Linked DNA regions of Mus musculus: region 2 is linked to region 1. The links are chromatin contacts, called in public HiChIP or PLAC-seq maps. All regions are on one chromosome and are shown on one strand. Each heading gives the region's core, a stretch centred on a gene start, on an enhancer-like site or on the middle of the called end of the contact. The rest is flanking DNA. Distances are from core to core; before and after follow the strand shown. Region 1 holds the start of Slc37a4 (solute carrier family 37 (glucose-6-phosphate transporter), member 4). Region 2 has its middle 15 kb from the start of Cxcr5.

Region 1 (5,897 bases), core at 2,873-5,372:
ATTAATAAATCTTTTTTTAAAATGTATGGCTGGGCAGTGGTGACACACACCTTTAATCCTAGCACTTGGGTGGCAGAGGCAGGCAGATTACTGAGTTTGAGGCCAGCCTGGTCTACAGTGTGAGTTCTAGGACAGCCAAGGCTACACAGGGAAACCCTGTCTTGAACACACACACACGCGCGCGCGCGCGCACACAGACACACACACAGACACACACACACACCACCAAAAAAAGTACTGACTTCTCTTCCAGAGTTCCTGAGTTCAATTCCCAGCAACCACATGATGGCTCACAACCATCTGAAATGGAGTCTGATGCCCTCTTCCGGTGTGTCTGAAGACAGCTACAGTTGATTTACTCATAAGTAAACAAACAAACAAATAAATCTTAAAAAAAAAAGTTTAGCTATCCCCCAGCCCCAACAAACAATTTCGTTTAGTTATATGTGTATGCATGACATCTGCACACATGAACTAGAGGTGGTTGTAAACCATTCCATGCAAGTGCTAGAAACCAAACTCCTGTACTCTGCAAGAGCAGTGTGTGTTCTTAAGTGCTGAACCTTCTCTGTCTTTTAAGTGCTGAGATTACAAGTGTGAGCTAATATGCCTAAGGGGAGATTCCCTGTTCCAATTCAATCTCTCTCTCTCTCTCTCTCTCCACCTCCTTCCCTTCCCTTCCCTTCCCTTCCCTTCCCTTCCCTTCCCTTCCCTTCCTCTTCCTCTTCCTCCTCCTCCTCCTTCTTCTTCTTCTCTCTCTCTCTCTCTCTCTCTCTCTCTCTCTCTCTCTCTCTCACACACACACACACACACACACACACACAGAGGCTTATGTACTAAATTTAGAACCTTAGATGCTCTAACCTTGAGCTACCTCCCCAACCCTAGAGCCCAGGCTGACCTCAAACTCAGATCCCTCTGCCTTTGCCTCCCAAGTGGTGGGATTAAGGCCTGTGCCACCACACCTGGCTCCCCTGGAGCTTTCCCTTGAAGAAACTCAGTCCTTGGTTCTGTCACCTACCTAAGAGCACAAGCCTGGTATATACCAGGCCTCAGGTTAGTAGATACTTAAGTTTAGGACTGGTGGAGCCCTAGTTTATCTCCTTTTCCCCCTGGCTTTCAGTATTCTAAACCACCTTTGCTCTCCAATCTGGAGTACTTAAAAAAACAAAACCCAAAAAAACCCTTCAGTCGTTTTCCTGTGGGATGCTATGATAAAAGAAAATTCTGAGACATCTTAAATTCAACTATATATAAAGGTAGAAAGCAAAAAGAGGAAAGAAATGGTAGTGGGTTCTTGTTTGCATGAGTCAGAGTCTCACTATGTGTATCGGGCTGGCCTGGAACTCACTATGTAGAAGAGGCTGGCCTTGAATTTACAGAGATCTTCCTGTTTCTGACTTCAAAGTCCTGTTGGGATTAAAGGTGTTGGCAGAGATGCTTGTTTTTGTTGTGTTTCATGTAACTCAAAGCAGCCTCAAACTTGCAACTGAGTTAAGGGTGATCTTGAACTTCTCATCCTCCACGGAAACTACAAGTATTTCCTGTAGACTGTCCACCCATCACATACTCCCTCTGTATGTGTCAAGACTCATACGGAACAGTGAGTTCTAGGTTGAGAAGAGGATTTATTTTGCACTTGTCTAGCCTGCCTTTGTCCATCAGTTGAACAAACACACCTGTATCATCATTTTAAAAAAAATTAACATATGCTTTTTCTTTGACAGTGTCTCGCCTGTCAAGATTATCCATTCTCATCTTGAACTGGCTCTGCAGCTCAGGCAGTGAACTCCCTGCCTCATCCTTCTGCGGAGTGGAATCCAGACTGTGGTCTGGGCTACTTGGTCAAAGTCAGCCTTAACTTTTCTGACCTCTCAGAAATCATCTGTGGAGCCCTTAAAGGATCAGAGATTGGTGCTGACAGTGAACAGTTGTGAGACTATGGTGGGTTCAAGTCAGGTTATAAGCGTGTCCTTAACCCTAGGCACTTGGAGGCAGAGGCAGGAGGATCACCCTCCTGGTTCCAAGCTATGTCTCCACAAAGTAGTGGTTCAAGGACTGGAACATGAGGTTGAAGCCAGGCATGGTGGCATGTATCTTTAATCCCAGCACTCAGAGGAGACGAGGCAGAGGCAGTAGAATCTGAGTTCAAGGTCAGCTTGGTCTACAAAGTGAGTACAGGTAAGGCTACACAGAGAAACCCTGTCTCGAAAAAAACAAAAACAAAAACAAAAAACGAGAGGGAGGGGGAGGGGGGGAAAGGGGAGACCGGTCTCAAAGGAAGTAGTATTCCAGGCTGTCCTTTGACTCCACACCTACGGTAACACATACACACCCAACACATACACACCACATGACCATTAAAAAGATTTTTAAAGAACTCGAGGTTTCGTCGGAATTCTGTCTTTTAAATGATGAGACTATATTGTTTTTTCTCTGTTCCGACTAATCTGACCACGAATTAAAACTCCAAATTGTGCTGAATTTATTTTCCAGAGAAAACACCATGCCTCTACAATTCAGGGAGTTTCCTGAATCTGCACCCTAACAGGAGGCACTCTATAGACACTGATCGACGAAACGTAATAGGTCATGTGGTGCTCAGCCTATAAGCGGCACTGTCCTTTCACTGGAAGCTGCTTGACAGGCAGGATGACGTCTCCATCCCAGGGTGGACAGTAGTCCGCCCAACTCTGTGCATGCGCACCAGCCTTACTCGAGTCCCGCCCCATCCCACTAGGGGTTACCGCCTCCGTCCAGGTAGGGGTGGCATGCGAAGGAGGGGCGTCAGTGAGGGCGGGACTAGAGGGCAAGTCTGGGACCTTGGGGCTCCCCTGACTTCCGACTACGCCGGAGGCTGTCCGGGTGACTGCCCTTCCGGGATGGCGACAGTTCCACGGCCCAGGGACAGCGCTCTTGCAGATGCGGTGCCCTCGTGGCTGCAGCGCACAGTCTCCGCAGCTCTCTTGCTCCTGTCCCCAGGACCCGCAGTTCCCAGCCAGGAGTCGGGTGTCCCGGGTGGCTTGAGGACACGGGGTGCTCGGCAGGTGGCAAGCGGCGCCGCCTGCCCATCCTGACTGGCAGAGCCTAGGCTGCCAGAGCGAGGGGCCTCCCGAGGCTACGTGCGGCTTCTCTCGCCTACGCCTTGTGCTCCAGCGGCTGTGCAGCGGAGCAGAAAGCTGCGGTGGCGTGCTTCGGGGACCCACAGCCCCGCAGTACGGACCCCCTACTGATGTCGCAGGGTAATAGGGATCCAGAGGCAGTTCCAAGGGGGTCTCATCCAGACCTAAGCCCTAGGCGCGCCTTCTGCGTGTCATTGCAGGGTGAACTGAGGGGCTTGTCCCCCCGTTTAATTTTGCAACTACTGCAGTTATCTCGCTCCTTACCTACTGTTGTTCCTTGCACATTTCAGTGACAGAGGCCAGCCTTAGTGGAAAAAGGAGAATGGGAAATTCCAGAAATAAACGATAGGCTTTAAGAAACTTTTACTATGGTGCCTCATTGTGTTTTACTATTTACTTACTAGGTCTAATTTATGTATCTACCTTTTATCACTGTGTGTATAAGGAAAGTGTATGCGCTGTTCCCTACCACCATGAGGAGTTCAAGAAATATATCCCCCAATGAAGGGGATACCTATTAGGAAACTGTACTCCATTGTGTGCTAAGCATTTGGTGAAGGCTCAGCAGTGGGTGTGGGGTTGTTTTTAAGGTATGTGGTTGATTGAATGAACCTGGGGGGTAGGAACCGATCTAGTGCCTTTCACAATGTCCGGCAGCCTGGCACCGCAAAGGAACCTGAGAGAATGAGAAAGTTCATTGACCAAGGGAGTAGGGCTATACTGAGAGCTTGCTCTGCTCATCCTACCCGAGCCTCCCCTGGGCTTGTGCAGACAAAAGTAATTAGGCTGAGCCTTTAATCACAGCTGGCTTCACAGGCAAGAAGACTTGGGAAAGGAGGGAAGGGCAAGCAGTCCTGGGGACCCTCTCCTCCCCCGGTTTGGCTCTCAGTAACCTGTTTTCTTGTCTCTCTCAGGACACTGGGTTCCCTGGTTGCTGCCCCAGGCTTAATGATTGTCCAGAAGGCGGCTATAAAGAGCCTGGGTGGAGGAGAGAGAAAGCGCACAGAAAAACACAGCTCAGCAGATCCAGGCACTAAAGAGAGCTAGCTGCAAGCAGGAGCAGTCAAGAATCTGTGGTCAGAAGTACTGGAGTGGGCCAGCAGGGCCAGCTTTTTCTACCATGGCAGCCCAAGGCTACGGCTACTATCGCACTGTCATATTTGCGGCCATGTTTGGAGGCTACAGCCTGTACTATTTCAACCGCAAAACCTTCTCCTTTGTCATGCCCTCCTTGGTGGATGAGATCGCTCTGGACAAGGACGATTTGGGTAAGCCATGGAAGGGCAGGGTGGTGGGCTGTGGGATACACCATTTGGAGTATGGTTTGTCCAAGCATGGGGGGTTTCAAGCTTGTATCAGGTGGAGAGGCTGAGCTCCATGTGCCTGGGTGTGGGTGTACATGTGAAACCAGTGCTTAGCCGGTGTATATGCCTGGCACCCACACGTGCCCAGGAGGTGCTACTGGGAGCGGGTAGCAAGGTTTTCACACCTGTTCGTGCATGCTGCACCTGCAGGTCACGGTGAACACTGGGAGAGTAGCACCATGATTTGATGTGTCCTGCGTGCTACCTGCCAGGGGGAATAAGATCTTTGACTCTAGAGTCCTTCGCATTCAGACGTGTTTGGGCTTTTGGCGAGCATTCAGAGTGAGGTGGGAACTGCATATTCCAGGGGTAAAGAAAGAAAGAAATCCAAGAGGCTGAGAAGGTCCAAGTCAGCCTGGGCCTGTGATGCACGGCTCAGCAGGCAGGAGAGTGTCAAATCCGGGAAGGAACCTGTCTCACCCTGCCAGGCACCTGTACACACCTGACCCCTTACCTTCCTCCGCCCCTCCTGTGCCTCTGCCCTGTCCCTAACCCCTCAGGTGTCCTGCTCCCTGCTCCCCTTCGCTGCAGGGCTCATCACAAGCAGCCAGTCGGCAGCCTACGCCATCAGCAAGTTTGTGAGCGGGGTTCTGTCAGATCAGATGAGCGCCCGCTGGCTCTTCTCCTCTGGGCTGCTCCTGGTTGGTCTGGTCAACGTAGTCTTCTCATGGAGCTCCACAGTGTCAGCCTTTGCTGCTCTTTGGTTTCTTAATGGTCTGGCACAGGGGCTGGGCTGGCCCCCCTGTGGGAAGATCCTGAGGAAGGTGAGTGCATCTGATGAGCCTGAGGGGGAGGGCACCCAGTGGGCACTTGGGAGCACCTCTTCTTACACAACCCTTCCACCCCTAACCCATAGCAGGTTCCTTAGGAGTTCCCTGCCAGCTCCTGCTGCTGTTGGGATATTTTAGGAGCCTGAGGGTGGTGGGATCGGGTGGCAGACGAGGGACTGGGCTCCGCCAAGTAGAAGCACTCTTCCCTCATCCCTGTAATGTGAGTGTCTAGGTCTGCCACACTCGAGCTGCTCCTTCTGTGTGGCCTCTAAGCCAGGCACCTATTCTGTTCCCCTCTGCCTCACAGTGGTTTGAGCCATCCCAGTTTGGCACTTGGTGGGCTGTGTTGTCAACCAGCATGAACCTGGCTGGAAGTTTGGGACCTATCTTGGCAACGATCCTCGCCCAGAGCTACAGCTGGCGCAGCACACTGGCCCTGTCTGGGGCACTGTGTGTGGTTGTCTCCTTCTTCTGTCTGCTGCTTATCCACAATGAACCTGCTGATGTTGGACTCCGAAATCTGGACCCTGCCCCCTCCAAGGGCAAAAAGGGTAAGCCTCTATCAAGCTGACTCCTAGAGCACCTTCCTTTGCCCCTGGCTCCGCACGATTTTGTTAGGACTAGCCTTTGCCTTGCCCTGT
Region 2 (6,096 bases), core at 419-2,918, 140 kb after region 1:
TCTCTAAAGTCAAGGAGGCGCCTGCCCCACCTTGACCTGGTTCTTTTCCAGCATTTTCTCATGCCCTACCTTATTTTCACGTTATGGAAGAATTACACACTCTTGCTAGGTTGTGAGAGGCTCTAGTGGCAAAGCTGTTTGTGACCCATTCTTCCCCTCTTGTCCCCAAAGTTTTACACACCATAGGTGCTCCAATCATCGTCTTTGATTGACCGAGTGGATGGATGGACTGATGGACAGAAAAGGGGGGGGGGTTCTGGTGTACAGGGCCCCTGCCTGTAAAGCTCATGTTGAGGCTCCCAGCAAGGTTGGGACTTGGAACTGAAGGTTTGTATGGAAGCTTTGCTGGTCAGTAACCCCATGACGCTTGGCAAGTGTCTGTGCCCTTCCTTGTGTGTACACAGTATAACTCCTACCTGGAAAGGAGGCTTGCGAGTGTGCACAGTGTCTAGTGGGTGCTGGGCAGCTGTGCCCATGGGTTTATCCAGGCAGGCCTCCCCCGGTGGGGGAGGGTAGGCACTGACTTTCCTGTGGAGATGGGTATGGAGTTGCCAAATGCTTCCTCCTCTATTGAAAACATTGTTTAGAAGTTTTCCATTCGCTTATTCATGGAGGGGAGAGCGTGAATGCCATGGTGGAGGTGGAGGTGGAGGTGGAGGTGGAGGTGGAGGTGGAGGTGGAGGTGGAGGTGGAGGTGGAGGTGGAGGTGGAGGTGGAGGTCAGAGGGAGCTTTGCAGGAGTCGGTTCTTTCTTTCTCCGGTACGGGTCCTCAGGCCGACAGGCTCCGTGGCGAGTGCCTTCACCCAATGAGCCATCTCCCTGCCTTGCTGCTTAACCACCCTCACAGTGCCAGGTTCATAGGCAGACTCAATATGCAGCAAAGTTTGTTGAAGGATGAACAAAAGCGTGGGAAATAAGCCTTTAACCTTCGATTCCTGCAGCAGTGGTTGTACATCCACAATAGGCTTGAGGCCCTCGGTTCTGTCTCTAACAATCATGGGGGGCTGGTTGTGGGGGGAAGAACACTTGCCTGAAATCCTACATTCCCTTAAGCAAGGGACCTAGGAGACTAACCAAGACAGGCAGAATTCTTCAGGCAGCAATGCAATCCCACAATCCTCCAGGGTCTTCAGCTGCCACAGAGCAGGTACCACTGAGACTAGAGCCAGAGAGGCATGGAAGCTAGCTCCACAGGAGGGCAACTCACAGGGCCTAGTTAGTTCACCATAAAACACTTAATGATTTAGACTTCCCAGACTTGGGATGGGGAAGAGAACAAGACAATGGACCGAACACCATGACCCAGCCCAGTGCCTAGAAAATGAACTTGCTGTCCTGGAGACAGGCTCTGGTCAACTGCAGGGGGGAAACTCAAATAATTGAGTTCTTGTCTGAGGAGGCTGAGTTGGGAAGATATCAAAGAGAAAGCCTCAGAAATGACCCCAGCAGCTAATGAGGGCCCCTCTGATCCATGATTACTGAACTGTGAGTGAGTGGTGGGTACTGTGTATTTGAGAGAAGAGGACACTGGGGGAGCCCAGCCTCACTCCGGGCTTTTCCCCAGTCACACTGGCCCTGGGAGGCAGCTGGAGGTCTCAGATGGCAGCTGCCTACAGCACTGCTGGGCACAGGGCAAAGGGCACAGGTGTTCTTCTTCTTACCAATTTACTCTCAGAACTGGCAAAGGGCACTGGAATGTGTCACTTTAGTCATAGCTTCTGAGGGCAGGGTACACACCAGGCCTCTCTGTGAGCTACACATTTGTGTTTAAGTAAAAGCAACTAGAACCCAGGGAGGGAAAGAATTTTTTTCAAATGGCTTTTTTTTTTTTTTTTTTTTTTTTTTTTTTTTTTTTGGTCTTTCGAGACAGGGTTTCTCTGTGTATCCCTGGCCGTCCTGGAACTCACTCTGTAGACCAGGCTGATCTGGAACTCAGAAATCCACCTGCCTCTGCCTCCCAAGTGCTGGAATTAAAGGTGTGTGCCACCACTGCCCAGCTCAAATGGCTTCTTTTAATTATTTCTGAAAAATATAATTCTACATCATGAGTACACATGATTTTTCTTTAAAGTTATTGAAATAAAAAATATTTAGATTTATTTTATTACTTTATGTGCATGAGTGTTTGCCTGCATGTGTGTGTGTGTGCACACCACATGTTGTGTAAGTATCCAGACAAGTCAGAAGGGAGCCTTGGATCCCCCAGGACAGGAGTTACATTACAGATGGTTGTGAGTCTCCGGTAGACACTGGGAACCAAATACTAGTTCCTCTGGAAGATCAGCCAGTGCTTTTAACCACTGAGCCAACTCATCACTTCCTAATTTGCTTTTTATGTGTGTGTGCCTGTGTGTCTATTTTTACGTGCATGTCTGTGTACTATATGTGTACAGGAGTCTGTGAAGATTAGAAGAGGGTGTTGGATCCCCTGGTCTGGAGTTACAGGTAGTTGTGAGCCTCGTGTGAGTGCTAGAAATTGAACCTGTGTCTTTAGTAAGAGCAGCCAACTGAGCTGCCTTTCCAGCCTGAGAATACATTGTTTTAAAATTTTATTCATTTATTATTTTAATCTTTAAATTCTGTTTATACTGTATGTATATGGGTTGTTTGCCTATGTCTATGCACACTACCTGCGTGCCTAGTTCTCTAAGAGGTGAGATGTAGGGGTCGGATCCCCTGGGATTGAAGCTTGTGAACTCCATGTAGGTGCTGGGACTTGAACCTGGCTTCTTTGGAAGAGCAACAACTGCCTTAGCAGTAGTTTTTATCTTTTTAATGAATTAATTTAAAAATATTTTGAGCCTGGTGCTGGTGGCACTTGCCTTTAATCCCAGCACTTGGGAGGCAGAGGCAGGCAGATCTCTGAGTTGAGGCTAGCCTGGTCTACAGAGTGAGTTCCCAGACAGCCAGGGCTACACAGAGAAACCCTGTCTCAAAAAACGTAACAAAAAATGTATGTGTAGACCTGTATGTCTGCTGGTGTTATGTGCATGTGAGTGCAGGTACATGGGCAAGAGGCATCGCAGCCTCTGTAGCTGGAGTTACACACGATTATACCATGTGACAAGCAGTACTGGGAGCTGAACTGGACCTCCAGAAGACCAAGCAGCAAGTGCTCTTAGCTGCCGATTCCCATCTCCAGCCCCCCACCTTTTTTCTTCTTTATACTACTTGTAAGTTACTAATCCTAAGTTACATGTAATTTTGGAACACTTTTCACTTAGGATGGTCTCATAAACACTGGAGGTTTTCCCCGTGAAATGCCAGTGCCTAATAGCATCCCCTTCTTCCTCTTGCTATTTCCAAGATGCTAAAGTAATTATTAGAATTAACATGTGCTGGCTATATCTAATCAGTATTGATTATGAAGAGCCTTTTGGTCTCGTTTTCAGGTCTAGGCTCTGAGGAGGAAGCTGTGAGCACGCCTGATCCCTGTCTCCAGAGTCCTGTGAAGTTGGGTTCTGATGGGGAAGGACAGACAGTGAGCAAATGTACTGGGCAGGGTACTGGATTTACTCCTACAATAGAAGGGTATTAGTATCTGTGGAGCAGGTAACACGGGGAGCATACCTTTAATTCCAGTACAGGGAAAGAAGAAGCAGGTTGCTCTCTGTGAGTTGGAGTCCAGCCTGGTCTATGTAGTGAGTTACAGGCTAGGCAGGGCTATACCGTAAGACTTCATCTCAGAAAAAAAGAATAGAAAGAAGTAACACAAGATGAAGTGTGGGAGGGGACAAGCTGGCCGTCAGGAAAGCCCTTGCATTTACAGGGATGCATGATGCTTGCTGTGGTTCAGGGTACTTTATCACAGTAGTAGACATACAACTGTGGTACTTGAGAAGGCAGAGCAGAGAACTTTGGAAGGGTGCAAGAACACTGACCTTGGGTACCTGGGAGGTACCTGGGAGGGTCGGACTGCCCTTGAGTGAGGTAGCGGTGAGATGGGGAGACCTTGGGAAGGGCAGGTTTAAAGAGGAACATGAGTCAGCATTTGTCCTGCGAGGCTCTAGATAGACTGAGTGGAGCAGACTGTCTAGAAGCTGGACGTGGGAACAGAGAGCTCCTTGACCATGAGCCCTGGCCAGCACATGTACAGGATTTCAAGTTGATGAAGTGATTCTAGGCTGAGAAGAGAGCAAGGCTTGTGTTCCAGGGCACACCAGGGGTCAGAGGTGATGGATAATGTAGATTCACCAAGTCCTCCTGACGACTCTGTGTCTTGTCATCACCACTTTACAAGTGACAACACTGAGGTATGATGGGATTTTTAGGAACCCTGGCAATGGCCACACAGCAGAGCTGGGATTTGAACTGATAGCCACTTCAAGTGTCATGAGCTTAGACCCCATACTACAGGGGTGTGCTCTTTCAAATGCACACTTTTTCCAGGTAGAGAAACTGGGTCTTAAGGAAAGCAATCTGTTAACACTGCTGGCAGGGCTGTGGTAGAAACCCTCTTCTTGCTTTTCCTTTTCTTCTCTTACCCCCCCCCCCCAACTTTGTTCTGGCAGTGTTTTGAGACAGGGTTTCTCTGTGTAGCTCTGGCTGTCTTGGAACTCACTCTGTAGACCAGGCTGACCTTGAACTCGGAGATCTGCCTGCCTCTGCTTCCTGAGTGCTGGGATTAAAGGTATGAGCCACTACTGGCCAGCTAAACTTTTTTTTTTTCATTATACTTATGTGTGTGTATGTGGGGTGAGGTCACATGTGTTATCTTGTGCATGTGAAAGTCATTGGTCAATTTGTGGAGCCCGTTCTACCTTAGGAGAGTAAACTTGGGTTGCTAGGCTAGGTGGCAAGTGCCTTTGACCCACATCTACTAGCCATATCATTAGCCTGAGGCCTTATCTTTTGTTTTATTAATATTTATTATTGTTGTTGTTGAGACAGGTTCTCACTATGTAGCTCTGGCTAGTCTGGAGCTTATTCTGTAGAGCAGGCTGGCCCCCTACCTCACAGAGATCTGCTTGCCTTTACTTCCCAAGTGCTAGACTTAAAGGCATGGGCCACCGTGCCCAGCAGAACTCTGCTCTTTAAAAGCACTCTGTGACTTTAAACAGGGTGGAAGCCTCATGCCTCCTCCCATGTTCTTCCAAGGCTGGTGGGTCAGGCCAGATTCAACCCCTTATTCTTGTTTCCTCCTCTCCTGAGCAGGGAATCTGTGGTTGGACAACGACTCCTGACTTCCAGATGTGCAGATGTGGGCCTCAAACTCTCTAGCTATGGGTGACTTTGAACTTTTGAAGTTCCGATCCTTCTGCCTTCACGTTACACGTTGGATTACAGGCACGCAGCACCACTACTGGTTTATGTGGCACTGTTTATTGCACCTTGCACAAGCTAGGCTCGCATATTAACTGAGCTGCATCCCCAGTTCTAACCGATGCTTCTGGATGGGCCCCTGCCCTTCTGAGCTCAGTTTCTTCAGCAGAACAAAGGCATTGGGTCGGGACGGTGGTGTCTAACCCTGGCTGTGCATCCAGGTCACCCACCAACGTGCTGATGATAGACCACTGTAGCTGGTCTTTGCTACTCTGTGGGTTCTTCTTTTCCCTGCCCTTTATCCCCAAGTTTCACTTTATCACTAGATAAGGGAAGAAAGGATAGAGGGGAGAGAGAGAAATTGAGATCTGTGAATCTAATTTCTTTCTTTCTTTTTTTTTTTTTGTTTTTTGTTTTTTGGTTTTTTTTTTTTTTTTTGGTTTTTTGTTTTGTTTTCAAGACAGGGTTTCTCTGTACAGCCCTGGCTGTCCTGGAATTCACTTTGTAGATCAGGCTGGCCTACTCAGAAATCCTCCTGCTTCTGCCTCCCAAGTGCTGGGATTAAAAGCATGTGCCACCACTGCCTGGCATCTAATTTCTTTCTTTTTGTTTTTGTTTTTCTCTGAGCCCAACTACTAACAAACCTCAAGCAACCCTCCTAAAAGACAATTACTGACCCCCCCTTTCCTGGGACCCTAGGATTTATAAACCCTCTGAAAAGTTCCCAGAATTCCAAATGTCACACAATCCTAGAAACTATCCGTAGCTGGCAAAACCATGCCTCTGCTAGAGCACGAGGCAAATCATAGTCAGCTGCTGTGGACAGTCTGATAT

What was found. HiChIP or PLAC-seq counts read pairs in DNA pulled down with a chosen protein or histone mark.
Region 2: a contact with region 1 is called in an H3K4me3 HiChIP or PLAC-seq map of bone marrow-derived macrophages, with 2.0 times the contacts expected there. The contact joins the enhancer-like site here to the promoter of Slc37a4 in region 1. A contact is called at or near these places in 3 of 115 datasets of contacts at active chromatin or transcription factors (bone marrow-derived macrophages, effector CD8 T cells and embryonic stem cells) and 2 of 9 other capture datasets (adipose tissue and liver).

What each region holds. Positions count from the first base shown.
Region 1 is chr9:44,394,232-44,400,128 of GRCm38.p6, forward strand. Slc37a4 (solute carrier family 37 (glucose-6-phosphate transporter), member 4) reads left to right here and starts at 4,123. Exons shown (of 8, transcript NM_008063.3): 1 at 4,123-4,390; 2 at 5,018-5,250; 3 at 5,564-5,807. The coding sequence starts at 4,243. Gm26306 (a small nucleolar RNA gene) reads right to left here and starts at 1,684; the gene lies at 1,566-1,684.
Region 2 is chr9:44,538,578-44,544,673 of GRCm38.p6, forward strand. No RefSeq gene overlaps it. Among named protein-coding and RNA genes, the nearest start is that of Cxcr5, 15 kb to the left of the region's middle. Within about 2 kb of position 1,669, at least 17 of the 459 cell types and tissues checked have an H3K27ac peak or open chromatin away from gene starts, as enhancers often do. A contact at or near this core is called in bone marrow-derived macrophages and liver, where this site is marked.